Regions from separate parts of the Mus musculus genome. Here region 2 is linked to region 1. A link is a contact called in public HiChIP or PLAC-seq data. All regions are on one chromosome and are shown on one strand. The core of a region is the stretch at or near the end of the contact, and the rest is flanking DNA. Distances in the headings are between cores, read along the strand shown.

What was found. HiChIP or PLAC-seq counts read pairs in DNA pulled down with a chosen protein or histone mark.
Region 2: a FOXA1 HiChIP or PLAC-seq map of pancreatic cancer cells shows a contact between it and region 1. The contact joins two enhancer-like sites. A contact is called at or near these places in 1 of 484 Hi-C or Micro-C datasets (embryonic stem cells), 1 of 115 datasets of contacts at active chromatin or transcription factors (pancreatic cancer cells) and 1 of 9 other capture datasets (pancreatic islet).

The regions. Positions count from the first base shown.
Region 1 is chr11:102,579,317-102,584,323 of GRCm38.p6, forward strand. No RefSeq gene overlaps it. Among named protein-coding and RNA genes, the nearest start is that of Gm11627, 2.7 kb to the left of the region's middle. Within about 2 kb of position 3,130, at least 57 of the 459 cell types and tissues checked have an H3K27ac peak or open chromatin away from gene starts, as enhancers often do. A contact at or near this core is called in pancreatic cancer cells, where this site is marked.
Region 2 is chr11:102,746,810-102,751,816 of GRCm38.p6, forward strand. It overlaps the pseudogene Gm39501. Among named protein-coding and RNA genes, the nearest start is that of Adam11, 12 kb to the right of the region's middle. Within about 2 kb of position 3,117, at least 40 of the 459 cell types and tissues checked have an H3K27ac peak or open chromatin away from gene starts, as enhancers often do. A contact at or near this core is called in pancreatic cancer cells, where this site is marked.

The DNA of each region.
Region 1 (5,007 bases), core at 1,880-4,379:
CCACCCCCCACCCTCGAGAGTTCTTGATTTGGCTCCTCTACGTGCTTCCTTCTTTGGCGAACTCCTAGGAAGGCCCGTGTCCCGGCAGGACACGGCAGGAAAGAGCAGAGAGGACACAAGGAGGGAACCAGAGAGACTCCAGAAGGTTGAAGGCTGGAATTAGGGGGTGAGGACCCGCGTCCTTCGAGCCTTGAGGGACATATGCAAAGAATTGCTAATTGCAACTAAACGAGGCCTCGGCGTGGGGGAAGGGGCAGCCCGGGCTGTCAGGGGCTACCGCCTCTTTGAGTGCCCGGGTAAGGCCAGGCCAGCCCGCTCTTCTCATGTAAAGCAGCTTTTTGTCTGGGGGAGCCAGAGCTGGGGCCAGGGGCTGGGGAAGGGGCCCAAGCCTTTGGCAAGTTTCTTGTTCCCCAGAAAGGGAGAAGGGTGCCGAGGCCTCCTCGGAGTGAGGACGCCCCCTCCCACTAACTCCCCCACCCCTGTCCCTTCTCAAGCTTTTTATGTGGGGGTTGATGGGGTGCTGCCCAGCAGGAGGGGGTGGGCCTGGGATCCTAGCACACACACACACACACACCCCTTGCTAGGCTGTGGGAAAGGACTGAGCACAAAGGAAAGGGCTGGCCCAGTGAGTTGGGAGACAGGGCAGCTCTGGTCCAGGGACGTCCTGAGCTTGGAGGATCTAGCACTGGAACCCCTTCTCCCCAAGGATGTCGTCAGGAGTTGCCCACGTGTTATCTGGTTGCCCGAGTCTTTCTCCTCCTAGAAGTAGACCTTCCCTGTTTGTCCGCAGGAGATGGGGTGGGGACAGGATTTTAGCCTGCTTCCTAACAGACTATGAGAGGAGATATCTTTGCTAAAAACAAAAAACAAAAAAGAGACTTGAGCTGCAAGCACTTAATCCCAGATACTAGGAAGACTGGGGCAAAAGAATCACTTGGCCTAGCAAATAGAAGCCTGCCCAGGCAACTTAGTGAGACCCTAGCCTCAAAAATAAATAAGTAGGGGCTGGAGAGATGCCTCAGCAGTTAACAGCACTGACTGCTCTTCCAAAGGTCCTGAGTTCAAATCCCAGAAACCACATGGTGGCTCACAACCATCCATAATGAGATCTGATGCCCTCTTCTGTTGTGTCTGAAGACAGTGACAGTGTACTTACATATAATAATAAATAAATCTTTAAATAAATAAATAAAGGTAATAATAACAATCGTGATACTGAGGCTTCTGGTCTATGGGACCAATACGATTGATGGTTTGTTTTTTGTTCTGAGTTAAGTTCCCACTATGTAGCCTTTAACTTCTGATTCTCTTGCTTTAGTCTGCTTGTTAGAGCCTACACCATGCACTGTTTAAGATCCTGGCCGCAGTAGTCCAAAACTCAGGAGGTAGAGACAGAAGGATCTCTGTGAGTTCAAGGCCTGCCTGGTCCGCATGAGTTCCGGGCTGGCCAGGGCTACATGGAGAGACTCTTGTGAAGATAGAAGGGTTTGTCCTCATACACAGGTTGCCGGGATAGCTCAGTCGGTCAGTGCCTGCCTAGCATTCACAAAGTCCCAAGTCTGATCTCCAGCACCACATATAACCAGGAATGGTGGAGCTTTGTGAGTTCAAAGCCTACCTGGTCTGTTGGACCTTCGGAGGTCCTGATACCAACATGGTCTACATAATGAGTTTCAGGCCAGCCTGGTCTATGTAGAGAAACCCAGTCTGGAAAGAAAATACTACAAAACAAGCTTCTACTACTTATGCTGTTCCCAGTGGTGGCCTCAGAGCTCCCATCCTGCAGACTAGAGAAACAGAGCCCAGCAGTGAACCAGCCCCGAAGAACAGACCCAGTTCAAGGGCTCGGGGAGAGTTGGATAAAAATCACTGGAGAGGTTGTTTATTTTCCTATGAGATGTCCACTGGTTCACTCAAGCAGGGCTGCTTTTCCTTCCTCCATTTTGGTGCTCTTTGGTCCGTCTCCTCATCACCATATGTCACTCTGTCTGGGCCCCTCAGCCAGGTGGAAGATGCGGACTTGCAGTCCACCAGATACCCAGGGATTCTTCGTCTCAGAGTGTCTTTGGCCAAGGGGCTCTGGCATCTGGCCAGTGCCTTTCTCCCTGCTAGACTGGCTCCCCACAGGCCCCTAATCCATCTCACGCAGCAGGAAGCCCTTAAGCTCCCTTTTCAATGCCCTTCCCCAGCCTGCTGTGGGCTCTGAGCCTTTCTATACCACCCTTGGCAGGAGCTATGTTATACAAGCTGGACAGAACTGCCCTTGGAAAGAGGTCATCTTGCCCCAAGCGGCTTCCTGCTCCTGGCTGGCTGGCTGGCTGCTTCTCTGCTGTAGCCTGGTCCTTTCCCCAGGGTCACCCTTCTAGTACGTTGCCTGGGCATCTCATGGCGCAGATAGCCCTGGCTAAATCACCATCAAAGTTCCACACGGTTCAGGTGGGGTAGAGAGGACGCTACAGAGACGGTGGGCAGGACACTGGGGTCTGCCACAAGTGTGGCAGGCAGAAGTGGCCTCTGGCTCTGTGCCATCAATCTTTTAAAAAGACCATTCTTCACTTTTCCCGATTCTTTCAGCCTCCACGGGGCATTCTCAGACTGTGATACTGCCCAGATAGCACCAGGCAAGCTTAGCCCTTGGGAGAAAAGAGCCAAGCAGAGGGGAGACAAGAGCTGGGGACACAGGTCCTTTCTTCCTAGGATGTAATACTAATTGCTTGTCAACCCTGGAGACTCGACAGCTTGAATCATTCTACAGTGGGCTTGGTTTCAAATCCCTAATCCTGTGACTCCAGCACACTGACTTGTTAATGGTTTTGATTTTTGGTTTGGAAAATATAAATTCTTTGTTCAAGCTGGCTCACATCTATAATTCCAGGACTTGGGAAAGCCGAGACAGGAGGATTGCCAAAACTTGTGAGTTCCAGGCCGATTGGACCTTAGAGCAAGCCCCAACCTACAAAACGCGCGTGTACTGTCTCTCTGCCCTCGACTGACTTCTGCACCCCCGTTTCTTCAGTGTCTCTCTGTGTGTGGGGTCTTCCCACCTAGGCCCCTTCAGCCTTGCCTGGAAGTCGGCAACCTAGGAGTGGCTGGAGAGAAGTTGGGGATGCTGCCAAGAGGTCGGTTTGTAGTTCAGATTCCTCTCATTCCAGACTCAGCAGGCTTTCTAAGGGAAGGGCTGTGATAGGGAGGAGGACCCTTGGTGCACCAGCTGTGGAGAGAAGAGGGGTGTTCGTTCTCTTTAGCTGACCCCCCCAACCACAAGTAGGACCCTAGGACCTGCGCGCACCAAGTACAGCCCTTGCCCCCTCAGCAGCCTGCACTTTAAGGCCCTCCCGACACGGGAGCCATAGTCAGGGCTAAGTTCTTTGCATTTTCCAGAGTCCCTCACTCTCCTGGGTGTGCTAAGGTGGGCATTTGGGGGCGGGGAGACTGAGCACAGGAGGAATTGCCTGGGAAGTGTGACTGGTTCAGCCCCAGTTTCAAAGAAGCCATAGTCCCCCCCAAATGAAGTTGGCCAAGTTTTGCTTTAACCCAGCAATGGGGTTTGTTATTCTATCCTGCAACTCCTAGGCCAAAGAATTCCTCAAGGGTTATCTGGGGTGACCTTGCCCTGGGGGAAGGCAACCTGAAACCCCACGCCTCCCTTCCCGGCGACTTCAGAGTGTAGAAATCCGTGTACCTGCACCTCTCCCTGGGAAACATCCCCTCTCCAACAGTGTCTTCCTGACCCAGGCAATGGAGGGAAAACAAACATTGCAGGCAAGGGTTGGGTGTCCATCAAATGAAGTGACCACTTTGTCTGACCTTCTCAACCCTTTAAGAAAGAAGATTAATGTCGCCTTTTGTCACTGAGTGACCTATGCCAGGAAGGACCACATTGGCTAGTTTAGGCTCAGTTGAGCTTCAGAAGTCGGAATAGAGAGCCTGGGTGGACTGAGGGACCTGAGAGAGGCGGTGGAGTCTCAGTTGGAGATGGAGTGTAGTGATGCTGACAGGTAAGAAAAAAATTCTTTGGGAGGTGGTGGTGGGGGTGAGATAGGGTTTTTGTTGTTGTTGTTGTTGTTGTTGCTTTGTTTTGTTTTGTTTTGTTTTTCTTCCCAAGGTGAGTTTCTCTGTGTAGCCCTGGCTGTCCCCAAACTCACTTGTGGACCAGGCTGACCTCTAACTCAAGAGATCCACCTGCCTCTGCCTTCTGAGTGTTGGGATCAAAGGTGTGTGTCACCACAACCCAGCACATAGATTGTGTTTAAAGAGGAGTCTTAACTCAGGAAGGGACTTCCATATAGGATCCTGTAGGGTCTGAAAGCTGGGTCTGAAGGAACATTTCTAATTCAGACCAGGGCCAAGGAGAAAAGAGAAAAGTTCAGGGGAAAAGAAATTCAGGAGGCCAATTTCTTGAGATAGCATCTTTTGATTGATTGATTGATTGATTTAAATTCTTTTGTTGTTTGTTTTTCGAGACAGAGTTTCTCTGTGTAGCCCTGGCTGTCCTGGAACTCACTTTGTAGACCAGGGTGGCCTCGAACTCAAAAACCCGCCTGCCTCTGCCTCCTGAGTGCTGGAATTACAGGCGTGCGCCACCACACCTGGCTTGATTGATTTAAATTTAAAAAAACCTATTTCTTCCCTCTGTCTTTCCCTCCAGACACTACAGAGATTCAGTTGAATTTCTAGGGCAGTTGATACCTCCTCCATCCGTGAGGCCTTGAAGGACCACTCGTTATTACTTTGAATGCTTTGTTAAGCAGTCCTCGTTTTTGGATAATTTTATGAACTAAGATTTGGACTGTGCCTTGGGTTGAGCATAGTGGGTGTGCAACTTTAATCCCAGCACTTGGGAGGCAGGGACAGGAAGATCTCTGTTTAGTCAAGAGTTCTAGGCCAGGGGCTAGAGAGTTGGCTCAATGGTTAAGAACGCTGGTTGTTCTCCAAGGGGACTCAGGTTCAATTCCCAGCAACCACCTGGCAGCTCACAACTGTCTTTAACTCCAGTTCCAGGGATCC
Region 2 (5,007 bases), core at 1,867-4,366, 170 kb after region 1:
CCTCGTGCTGCGGCTGGACTTGGTAATGTGTAAAAGTTACCCAGGTGGTACTGGTTTTGAAGACATGAAAGAGTCATGAAGAACAGCTGAGACTTGGCTCTGTGAGAGGCCATGGAAGGCCATTGGGGAAGATGTAGCCTCAGCTGTAGTTGATGGCCCAGGACTGAAGGGGTCATGCAAATGATTTGAGGCTTGGCACCATGAAGAGAGCCTATGAGACTATTGGTGAAGCCTAGTTGGAGTGGAACACCCTAGTGTATTGGAGATGTCAGTACCATGGGATGGTCACCAAGAACAGCAGCCATAGTGGAGTGGATCAATCTGAGCTTAGAGTGCTACAGAGGGCAGAACTGGAGAAGTGATGCCAGCCCTTAGGAGGAGCCAAAAGGATGAAGTGGAATCCCAGACACTGAAACAAGAAGCTGTAACATTGAAATTACCTTGGAGACTCAAAGATGTAAAAGATGCCAGAGCCATGGGATACATGCTGAGGAAAGCTGCTAACAGGGAGTGGAACCAGCCCAGGAGAAAGCAGTTTGTTGCAATCAACAAAGAGGAAAAAGGAGTGGAATCTGAAGACTGCTTTGACATCAGCCATGGAGGTGCAGAGTTTGGAGTTTGCCCAGCTGGTTTCCTGTCCTTCTTTGGAGATTACAGTTAAGTGACTGGATGAATCTCAGAAGAGGCTTTGAACTTTGAACTTTTAACATTGCTGAGCCTGCTATAGACTACAAGGACTTTGAAAGTTGGACTAAATGCATTTGCATTATGCTATGTTTTAGTATGGCCCCCCATAGACTCATGTGTTTGTACAAGTCTATGGGTGCCAGGGAGTGGAATGTGATGGTTTGTATATTCTTGCACATATTTGGAGGTGTGGCCTTGTTGGAATAGGTGTGACCTGGTAGGAGTAGGTGTGTCACTGTGGGTGTGGGCTTAATACTCTCATCCTAGGTGCCTGGAAATCAGTCTTCCACTAGCAGCATTTGGATGAAGACATAGAACTCTTAACTCTGCCTGTGCCATGCCTGCCTGGATACTGCCATGCTTCCACCTTGATGATAATGGACTGAACCTCTGAGCCTGTAAGCCAGCCCTAATTAAATGTTGTTTTTTATAAGACTTGTCTTGGTCATGGTGTCTGTTCACAGCAGTAAAACCCTAAGACAGCTTCCCTTCACAGGACAGGAAAACTACTGCTCTGTTTAGGCTCTGTCAGACTAGAATCTTCAGAGTTCAGTTTAGGGTCAAAGGACAAAGTGTGAACAGCTAACTCGAGAGTCTGTAGTCATGGCTATTGGTCCAGCCTTGTTTTCTTCCAAATTGTAACCTCTTCACCAGGCCCAGAGCCTTCTGGTTCCCTTTAAAATAGGGTATAAAATAGGGTACCCCCACTTATGTTACCCACACACTGGGATGTGGCAGTAAGGCATCTGAAGACAAACCAGGAAGGACAGAGTTCCTTGTACACATTTAATGTAGAGAAACAGATACAGGTTGCGGTGCAGCCTTACGAGGGCTGGAACGTGTGCTGGCGTCCTTCCTCAGACCTTTCCCTCCCCCACTGTAGTCAAAATGGAAGGTTTCTGTGTCTCGGGAAGTTTCATCCTTGCTGCCATCTGTCTAAATCCTTTCCTGAAGTTTCTTTTCTGAGACCCAGAGGCTCCAACACTGTTAGGCAGCTCACACTGTACCAGGTAAGTCCTTTTGATTCCTGAGGACCGTGGCTGGTTACAGGCCAAAGTCCACCCTCAGGGGCCTGCTGGTCAGAGTTGGCACTGATCATCAGCTCGCTCCATTGGCAAAGACTCTTCTGGGAACTCAGCCCAGAGAAGAGGTCACTGGAGCCGTATTTACACAGTGGTCTTTAACTGAAGATTTTGACTTAAAAGTGTTTGGAGAGCAAAAGGCTGTTTTCTGAAACTCATATATATATGAGAGTCATCAGAGTCTCCTGGTTCCCCAAAAATGCAAGTCCCAGGGGCAGAGGACATGGCTCAGTGGGTAAGAACAGTTTCTGGGCAAGTGTGAAGATCTGAGTTTGAATCCCCAGCACCCATAAGAAAAGCCTGGCATAACTGTCCATGTAACCCCAGCACTGTGAGGGTGCATGCATGTAACCTCAGCACTGTGAGGGTCCTTTCAGCTTAGCTCCAGGTTCAGTAATAGGCTCCGTCTCAAGGGAATGAGGTAGAGAGTTAAAGAGCAGGCTTTCCCTGGCCTCTCTGTACTTAAGTGCACATGCACCCAAACACATGTGCACATACACCAACTACATAGACACAAAGTAGGTCCCCAATATTTTTTAAATAAATGCAGGCTTCTGGACTTCTATCCATACTTGCAGAATCAGAATCTATAATGGCAAGAGTCAAGCATGATGGTGCACACCTGTAACCTCAGCCAAGGCTGGAGAGTCACGAGTTCAAGGCCAACCTGAGCTAAACAGTAGGACTTTGTCTCCAAAATCCAAGGGCTGAGGAAGGAGACCATAGCTTTCCTCACTTTCCTGCCCCGTAAAAAGCCTTGGGGTTAATCCCAACCATGGGCCATCAAGGATACTCAGACATATGCAAAGAATCTCTGATTACCTGCAGTCCTAAAAGCTCAGAAGTTAGGAAGGAGGGAGGGAGGCAGCCAGGGAATGAGGGAGGAAGGGAGGGAGACAGACAGACAGAACAAAAGAAAGAGTCTGAGAGGCCATTGAATCCATCACCTGAGCTGAATTCCTTCTCTACTTTGGTCAGTGAACTTTCAAATTCCCAGGATCTGCAGAGCCAGAACCCTGACAAACCTGTGTGTCACATGGCCATCCAATACAGCAAGTGCCCCACGCCCACACCCTTAGTCAGTCCAATACAGCAAGTGCCCCACGCCCACACCCTTAGTCAGTCCAATACAGCAAGTGCCCCACGCCCACACCCTTAGTCAGTCCTCATTTCTTAGCCCATCAGTGGTGTGAACTGAAGTCTCTCCCTCCCTCCCTGCCTCCCTCCCTCCCTCCCTCCCTCCCTCCCTCCACAAATTCTCTTTGTGTAACCCAGGCTGGCCCTGACCTCATTGTCCCAATGTCCCAGCTTCCCTAGGGATTACAGGACATGCCTGGCATGTTGTCAGATCCTTCCTAACTTCTGAGTCACAGGGTTAGGTCATGGAGTCAACAGTGGAACAAGGAAGACTCAGCCCTAGAGTCTGTAGAGCCATGAAGAACCCCTGTCCCTGAGCAGATGAAACTGAGGTCAGGAAATAGCAGTGTGAGAGAGCAGAGAAAGATGCCTTCCCCTTTGTGCCTTCGCCTTTGTGCGGCAGATGGGGAAAGACTCCGCGCAATAGATGAGGGTGCATCTGGGAGTCAAGGCTGAAGTCCCCAATGCCTTTGTCCCTTTCCTAGAAGGTACAAGAGATACCAGACAGCAGATGCCCTAGGTGTGCCGCAGAGCAAGGCCTGGGATGGCCTTGGGTTTGCAGTGGAGCTGAGAAAGCTGTAAGGGGGTGGGGCAGGGGGAGGGTAATGAAGCAATGAATTTTGGTTTTGGGCTGTGAGGAGCCTTGCAAGGATTGACCTAAATCAGGGATCTTTGTGTGTATAAAGCCCCACATTCGTGTGTATAAGAATTAAGGAAAGAAACGGATACTTTCACATTTTTAAAATAATTAAGTGGGGTGGGGCGCGCACTTGTAATCCTCGCTCTCCAGAAGTAGAAAGATTATGGGCTAGTTAACGGGACTCTCACTTCCCTTCCATAGTTAGATATCCATGTATACATATATATGGCACTATAAATATAGCATGCATACATATATAGCATGCACTTGCACTCAAAATTCAAGAACTACAAAAGGCTTAAAGTGAAAGTGGATTCCACATCCATCCTCCAGTTCGCATACATTCACACAGCACATCCGACCGTTTTAACCTCCGTCCTGGGGCAAATGGTGCTCCATGTGCGGCTTCTTGCTTCCCCCAGTATACCTTAAATAATTTATAACTGCTACTAAAAAGCGTCTTTAAATGCCCCCCCCCAATCTTTGGCTACAGAATATACCATTGCCTGAATCTGCAGTGCTTTGTTTAACCTGTTTCTTGCTAATGGACACAGATTAGCTGCAGTGAGTAAGTATTTACAATCAATGTGTAGTGGGTAATAAAGTCCTGAGGTAGCGACACTGGGTCAGAGGGTGCCTACATTTATAATTTTCTTCAGTGTGGCCAAATTATTTTTTACTCATTTACTCATTCACACACACACATACACTCATATGTACTCACTGTGTCTCTCTCTCTCACACACACACACATACACACACACATGCACACACACACATACACTCACACACATGTACATGCACACACATACACACTCACACACATGTACATGCACACACACACTCACACATACACACACTCTGTTTCCTTGGCCCCTTGTTATTCTAGCAAACTGATAAATTGGAGCATGTATGATATAGTCCTAGTCTTCATTTTCTCTTACAATGAATGGCGTCAACAGTTCTGTCTGGTCATTTGGGTTTTCTGTGTGAGGCCTCTGGCTACCCTCTGCTCGTTTTCCTGGGTTATTGATCACTTTCCTGGTGCTTTGTAAGGAGCCCTGCATGCATTAGGGCACCAGCCTTTTAAAATTAACTTGTACATAGTTTTGGAATCAGTGGCTTCTCTCTTAACTGTGCTTATGACCTCTACCCTATATACATCTGTATAAAGTCGAATTTATCGGCTTTTCCATGTTTCCTACAGTTTGTGTTATACCTTTAAAGTCCATAAAAGGGATTGGACTTGCTGAATTTGCTAAGACAGCCAAACAGCAACACCCTTTAGGCTCTTTGCAATACAGGGCTGAAATTCCAGAGAGATGTTTGCAGAAGATGCCTGCCTGCCTGTCTGTCTGTCTGTCTGACTTGCTTCATTTGAGGAAGAAGGGTTCTGTGAATGCTGCCTCTGCAGACTTCCCTGTGGTGAGCCCCCTCCCTAGTAGGCCACCACTCCCCACA